Linked DNA regions of Mus musculus: region 1 is linked to region 2. The links are chromatin contacts, called in public capture Hi-C maps. All regions are on one chromosome and are shown on one strand. The core of a region is the stretch at or near the end of the contact, and the rest is flanking DNA. Distances in the headings are between cores, read along the strand shown. Region 1 has its middle 21 kb from the start of Gm41259. Region 2 overlaps 5430437J10Rik (RIKEN cDNA 5430437J10 gene).

The links. Capture Hi-C pulls out chosen DNA fragments and counts their contacts.
Region 1: a capture Hi-C map of bone marrow-derived macrophages shows a contact between it and region 2, with 8 times the contacts expected there. The contact joins two enhancer-like sites. A contact is called at or near these places in 3 of 484 Hi-C or Micro-C datasets (the Ba/F3 cell line, CD4 T cells and bone marrow-derived dendritic cells), 2 of 115 datasets of contacts at active chromatin or transcription factors (bone marrow-derived macrophages and embryonic stem cells) and 1 of 9 other capture datasets (bone marrow-derived macrophages).

What each region holds. Positions count from the first base shown.
Region 1 is chr15:6,063,587-6,066,999 of GRCm38.p6, reverse strand. No RefSeq gene overlaps it. Among named protein-coding and RNA genes, the nearest start is that of Gm41259, 21 kb to the right of the region's middle. Within about 2 kb of position 1,694, at least 1 of the 459 cell types and tissues checked has an H3K27ac peak or open chromatin away from gene starts, as enhancers often do. A contact at or near this core is called in bone marrow-derived macrophages, where this site is marked.
Region 2 is chr15:5,515,387-5,518,817 of GRCm38.p6, reverse strand. All of the region lies in intron 1 of 5430437J10Rik (RIKEN cDNA 5430437J10 gene), which reads right to left. Among named protein-coding and RNA genes, the nearest start is that of 5430437J10Rik, 21 kb to the right of the region's middle. Within about 2 kb of position 1,412, at least 91 of the 459 cell types and tissues checked have an H3K27ac peak or open chromatin away from gene starts, as enhancers often do. A contact at or near this core is called in bone marrow-derived macrophages, where this site is marked.

The DNA.
Region 1 (3,413 bases), core at 445-2,944, 550 kb before region 2:
AACACAGGCAAGGTGACCCCTAAATTGATATAGGGCTCAGACTGGCTAACAGCTAAAGGGTAAATGGGTAACGGTACATTTAATTAGCTGCTACTTCCGGCTCATAGCGAAGAAAGCTAAAAGGTAAACAGGAATCGACACTAAATGAACGATGTTATTCCTTCCTATCTAGGCATCTTGAGTTCTAGGCTGACTACAAGGAAAACTAAATTATACAAAGGTTACCATGTTCTTTAGATCAAAAGGATGTAGTGTTGGCATTGAGCCTCAGGTCCAGGTCACTCTGGGAGGGGGTCAGTGTGCAGCCCTTAAGTAATAACTGCAAGGAAGAAAGCCATTGCACACCCAGTTCCTCCTCTTTTCCAAAGGGGAGTGTTTTGTCCTCCAAAGCATATCATTTGATTTGGACTCTGTTAAAAGTGCAACTCTCTATGTCCCACAAAACATTTAGTAGGAGAGGCAGGGCACTTCCCCTCCCTCTCACAATGATAAATTATAAACCGAGTATCTTTCTGTGTCCATGTTTCAATTCCTTGTCAGTGAGACTGAGCACCCACACAGTGATTGCGTCCCAGGTACACAGGCATTTCTTCCCTTCCTCCCTGTCTCTCTGGTCTCCCTTATACCTGACCTTTGGATAACTGCTCCTTTAAAAGCATTTGGGGGTAAAATAATTACATTTTGTTCCTCAAAACTAAGAAACTTGTTTCTTACTTTAAGTATTTTTTCAGTATTTAAAAATTATTCTCCAGATTGTTTGGCATACTGGGATTTGAAAAATTGATATAACTGATCAATAAAGACGCAAGACCAATGAAGTGTTGCCAACCTAGCTATGTAAGCACCCTGTCACTATCCATTGAGTCCTATTTATACTCTACAAACATCGTGTGTCCTCCCATGGGTCTTGCCTCCGGAAAATACCATGTGAGTCTGCCTTAGCGAAGCATCAGGTGAGCCTGCGTCACATGACATAACCAGGATCTTCCACTTAAATATATACATATGCTCTAACTACAGCCTGCTCAGTCTCTACGATACCTAATGAGTGCTTTCCCTCCCGCTGACCATTTGGTGTTGGATAACGAATTGTTGTGTCCTTCTTCTCTTTCAGAAGTCTTAATGTGAGATTAGAACTAAGTTTTTCTTTGTATATGTAAAAACTGTATTTTTCAATTTACTCTCAGATTTCTAGGGTAAATACAATTCTTTACTATTTGCCTTATCAAGTCAAATTAAAAATTGTTAGATTTTACTAGCTCTATTCAATTGTAGATATTATTAGCTCTATTCAAAGTATTGATTTAAGGAATCAACTATGGACTGAAATGTTACTTTTGTTTGTTGGTATTTTCAAATTGATAGTATTACAAGTTTTAAAACTTAAACGAAATGTCTATTTAAAATGTACTGATTTAAAGTTGATTTTTCTATAATTATTAATAGATAATTTTAGTAAAAACCTTTATTATCTTTAAGCAATGTGTAATTACTAATTCATTTATTGACTATCACAGAATGTCCATTCTTTATGATTCTTGTAACAAAAAGCAAAATTTTTAATAGATAAAACTACATAGTTGGAAACTGCATAACTACAAAATCAGTTTTCTGTTCAGTGGGTAAGTTCAAGGATCATACTCAGAACTCTAACACGTGCCGTGTTAAGGACTATGCTATTAAGTGACTTTACCACTGAGCCTTCTGGTGGAAGCACACTTCTGATTATGCAATGTTTTAAAAACGGTACTGCAGAGACTAGGAACATCTTAATGAAAGTAAAAGTATACTAGATAAAATATTCAAATTAGTAATATTTTGAGTATATTTGCCTGATATTTTTCAAACTGTTAGATTGTTGCTGTTATTAGAATGGAAACATATTTAAACATTATGGAAAACATATTTATCAAAATGGGCTACTGAGCAAAAAATAAGGAAATGAAAGCAAGTTTTAATATATAAATATACATTGTGTTATGCATGTTTTATAACTCAAAGTCACTGACTAATAAACATGACGGATGTATTATTACAAAGTAAGAACCTGTCTTTGATACTTATACTAATTTTTAGCTATATAAAATCCATAACTTCATGAATGTTTCTAAATTATAGTTTTGTTGGTACAGTTAGCTAGAGAGGAGGGTAGAGCATCTTAAAGCGAGATTGTTTGATTCATATCTTCTTAGTAGACACACATATGGCATGTAGACCTCAGTTTGTTCTCTTGCTTAAAGCCCTGTAGAAGGTGGGGATAGCTACATTTTGACAGCCCAGATGGAGTAGTTTGAATTCTACCCTTGGAAAGGGTTGTCTGATATGAATACTTGACATAAGAGCCTGGAGGAAGCCACGCTCACTCTACTCAGATTAGAATAACATATCGGAGCTACACGCTCCCTCTACTCAGATTAGAATAACATATTGGAGCCACACTCCCTCTACTCAGATTAGAATAATTAGATTGAGATAATTGTGTTGCTTTATTTTTTGAATAAGGGTTTTCTGCATAACCCTGGCTAGCCTTGAACTCACTGTGTAGACCAGGCTAAACCTGCCTCTGTCTCCCTAGTGTTGTGATTAAAGGTATGCACCAGCAACAGCCTGCAAGATAAATTACTTTCAAGTACTTTTTTCTTCTATGTAAAGTGATCACTTTAGCAATGATCCTAGTTAGTGACTTTGGAACTATGTCTTAATATGCCTCAATAAAACAGACCTCATGAAAATCACTGTTTAATTGATTATTCATGAATTTCCAGCTATATATTTTCATTTCCCTCTCTTGGAGAATTCAACATGATGTATTCTTTCTACCTAGAGAACAGAAGTTGAATCACTCCACAGAGGACGACTGTGTTAATTCCTTCTCACTATTCATCATTCCTCCCTCTGGCCTGCTGTGCTTTTCTACTCATCTTCATGACTCAAGATAGGAGCCGATGCCGTTGCATTCTCTCATAGCTGGAGGCCTTAGGTAGCTGGGATGTGATTTAATGGACGCTTTGGTACATGACTCAATGGAAAAATCACTCTCTTTCTCTAAATGTCTCTCCTGTCTGTATTAATTGGTACCAGTGTATGATTTACTTTGCGGCTCCCTATAGGTCTTCTTTTCTATTTCTTATATACCTCAGGCCTCTCCAGATTTTAATCCTTTCAAATAAATCATGTTTTAAGAACTGTTACTTGCCTTCCTATCTTCCAAGTTCAGGACATTTTCTGGGAAATGATGACACAGTATCAGAGTAAACCAGTCTACATTTACATAGAGGTATTGGCAGTTGAGACATTCTACCGCTAACAAGTTTTCTGAATGCTATGTCTCTCTGAGAGCCTTTTATGCTGTTTGTAAAATAGTATCAGAGTGGCTGGGTCGCATGGTCAATCATAGCCCTATCATTTTCTGG
Region 2 (3,431 bases), core at 163-2,662:
GTGGGAGAAAAATCAACCTTTAACTCTTATGCTTGTACTTCCAGAAGTCCCTGGATAAGTTACAAATGTCCTCCTCAATGGGTACACCATATAGCTTCATCAAGATTTCTTGGTCACTGGAAGACTGCAACAGTCTTCTGAAGGAGTAGGCCTAACTTTAGTACCAAGGTAGCAGAAAGTAGACACCGTGTGAAGGAGCCAAAGGCAGTGAAGAGCAGTGTCGTCTCTTTCTTCAACACTTCAAAGGAATTCGGAGTAATAGCTACCTCTTTAAGCAGGCCGATAACTCGATGTTATCATCTTAAAGGCCCCAGAGGGACAGAGAAAAGTTAGGTCGAACTCCCTGGCAATGCTGGCACACTTCTGATTCACCTGAACACCACCCACAGGCCAGAGAAGAAATGGTAACTCTCCAGAGCTTTCTTCTCACATTAAAAGAATGTTAAGCAATCTTATTTGAGAGGACCTGTGGCCACTGTCCCACTAGGAACTGCTTTATGAATTCTGGACTGTGCTATTAAGACAAACGATGAACTTCGGTGTGTACTAAAGTCAGAAAGAGCCAGGCAGCCCTTGGGATAAAATTTCATAGCCACACAACTAGAGACATATTTGGTAAAAAAGAAAAAAAGGATGTCAGGGGGATTTCCAAAATCTCCTAACTGGAGGACAATCATAGCGGTGAGTTTGTGGGGAGAGTCGACCAATCACGGAGCTCTAGCTTGTGTTTTAAGGAAAAGGAAACTTGATTACCAGGAAAAAAAAAAAAAAAGTAAGTGTCAAGAAGGGACCCAACAATAATTAGTCCTGTTGTGAGGGGGAAATGCTTCTCAGAAAGCCATTTCACATCAAACGCCAATGTGGCCTCCTATCAAACCTCACTGTTCATGTTTTTTTTCAGATCTCTGAACAAGTTGAATGGAGTGGTTTCCCTTTCAACTACATTATAAAGCGTTTTCAAAGGCTTGTGCTATCTCCATTTGTAGTATCTGATAGTGAAGGGGCAGAGTTCATTTTTAGCCAATAAAATAACTCTTCATGAGGTTGTGAATTTGAGCCCAGACAAGCCACAAAAAGTACAGACTCAACTAGACGTTCAAAGTTCCTAAAACGCACACATACATCACTGCGAACAGTAAATACAGGAAGCACAGACCATTCTTCAGCCCTGGTCTCAGTTTTGATGAACTGTTTTGCCATGAAGAATCTTCCCTCAGACGGCTTGCACTAGAAAGAAAAGGACAAAAATACCCAGCCCTGGCTTTCTCACGGGGCAAACCTTTTCCTTTCTCTGTGTGAAAACTTCAAGGGTTTCTGATTGCCCACAAAAATTTTACAAGCTAGTCCCACAACATAATGTGACTTTTTAAAGAACAAGGAAGTGCAAGGGCCTCTCGCAGGCAGCGGCAGTGTGTTTAACTGCTGGTGTTAGCCACAGCAGTATGACCTCTGCTTAGAGCAGCTTTGACCACCAGTCATCAGCTCTGGGGAGAGACATACCCAATGTGACACAGGAAAGAAGTGTCAACTGTGGTAAGTCATGGCTGAGACCTATGGAGAATGAAACCCGTCACCAAAGTAGATCCAAAGCATAGGAAGGGTCCAGAATTCTCCATTTGGCAAAGTCAAATACAGGCATTATCTTCCTGACCTTGCTAGCAAACAAGGATACTGATGTGATAGAGAAACCTGAGAAGGGTATTGAATTTTGTTCTGTGACGGATTGAACCCAAGGCCTAACATCTGCCACTAAAGCTACATCTCCAGCTTTAGCAACAATGTGAATTTCCCTTCACATTTGATATATTTAAACATTACAGCATGCATGTAAGATACACGTTCTCTTTGTATATTATAAGCACCAATATTTTCTCTCAAATTTTGTGTGATACAAACCAAGATTATTTTTTATTCTTCACCAATTTTGTATATGTACACACTGAACTTGGGGGGCATTTTCACACCTTCTTATGTATTTCTTATCCATCCCATCTTATCTTCTCTTTCTCTTATCTCTTGCTTTGTCTCCTGAAACCTTTTTTCTTTCCAACAAGGCCCCTCCTACTTTGATGACATTTCTTTCTTATCCAATGGATTTAGTTATAGTTGCTTGAATGGGTATGAGTGGAGGGTCATTAACTGGAATATAGACAACTTACCAGTGGATATACTGACACAGAAAATGAACTCTTTCCCCCCAAACCTATTAACTGGCTGTAGTCCTTCAGTGAGGGGTGAAGCCTCAGGAGCCTCCAACAGGTACTAGAGGAAAGTGAGGTTCCAGTCTTGTGTAGGTCTTAGGTGGGTAACACTACTGCAGTGAGTTCACACGTGCAAACACTGTGTTGTGTCCAGAAGATATTATTTTTAAAGCTGCTTTATGCTTTATTTTCTGTGTGTGCATATAAGGAGAGGTGTTACTGTGTAGGGTTGTGCATACATGTGAACACGTTCACTATATGTAGAGATCAGAAAACAACTTACAGGAACTGGTTCTCCCCTACTGGCCATATGGATCGTAGAAAGAAATCTAGGTCATCAGGCTCAGCATCAGAGTCATGTTATTGTCCCATAGGAAATCTTCTTAGCACTCCATGCCAAACTCTGGCTCTTAAATATGTCCTCCCATCTCCTTCCACAGTGGTCCTTGAGCCTCATCATGGGTAGAATAGAGAGATCTGGTTGAGGAACAAGCACTCTCTGACTATTTACTCTCTGGAGTGTGACTAGTTGTAGATCTCTAAACTAGCTGTTGCCTGCTGCAAAAAGAAACTTAGACTTAGAACAGCACTGATCTATGAGTATAAACCTAAGCATTTGGAGGACAGTTGAATACCATGCCCATGTAAGATAACAGTCACAAGTCAAGAAAGTCTTCTAAACTTATTTCTATTGGAGAAAACACTGACATAGTCCATCTTCTTTGAGAGACATGGACAGAAGACATGCTTTGGGATGCTTAGCATCACTTCAGTGTCTGCTTTCTTCAATAAGTTAACTTTAACAAGTGCACCTTTAGCAAGCTAATAATTTTTATCTCCTTGTGGCAAAAAAAAAGGAGGATAGCCCATCCACACGTAGAAGATGACAGCCTTGAGGTGAGATCATCTTGGATTGCATGTTCTTAAATAGCTGGTATCTACTCAGTCAGGGTCAGGACTGATTTTTCTTCTAACTAGCAGGCCATCATTTTAAAAATATTCCTCCATTGCAAAAGTGAGATCTAATCCCCTGCTCATGCGTGTGTTCTATCTTGCAAGCACTATGATGAACTATGTGGCAGAAACAACATTCTACCAACACTGGCTCTTAACTCTAAGAGAAACTGCAGTTTCAGCTTACCTTTATTTTAAGAGCATTGAATGCCACATTAGAAATCTCCCTGGTATTTCAGAGCCCATTTGGTGATGCCATGACATGATATATAAAGA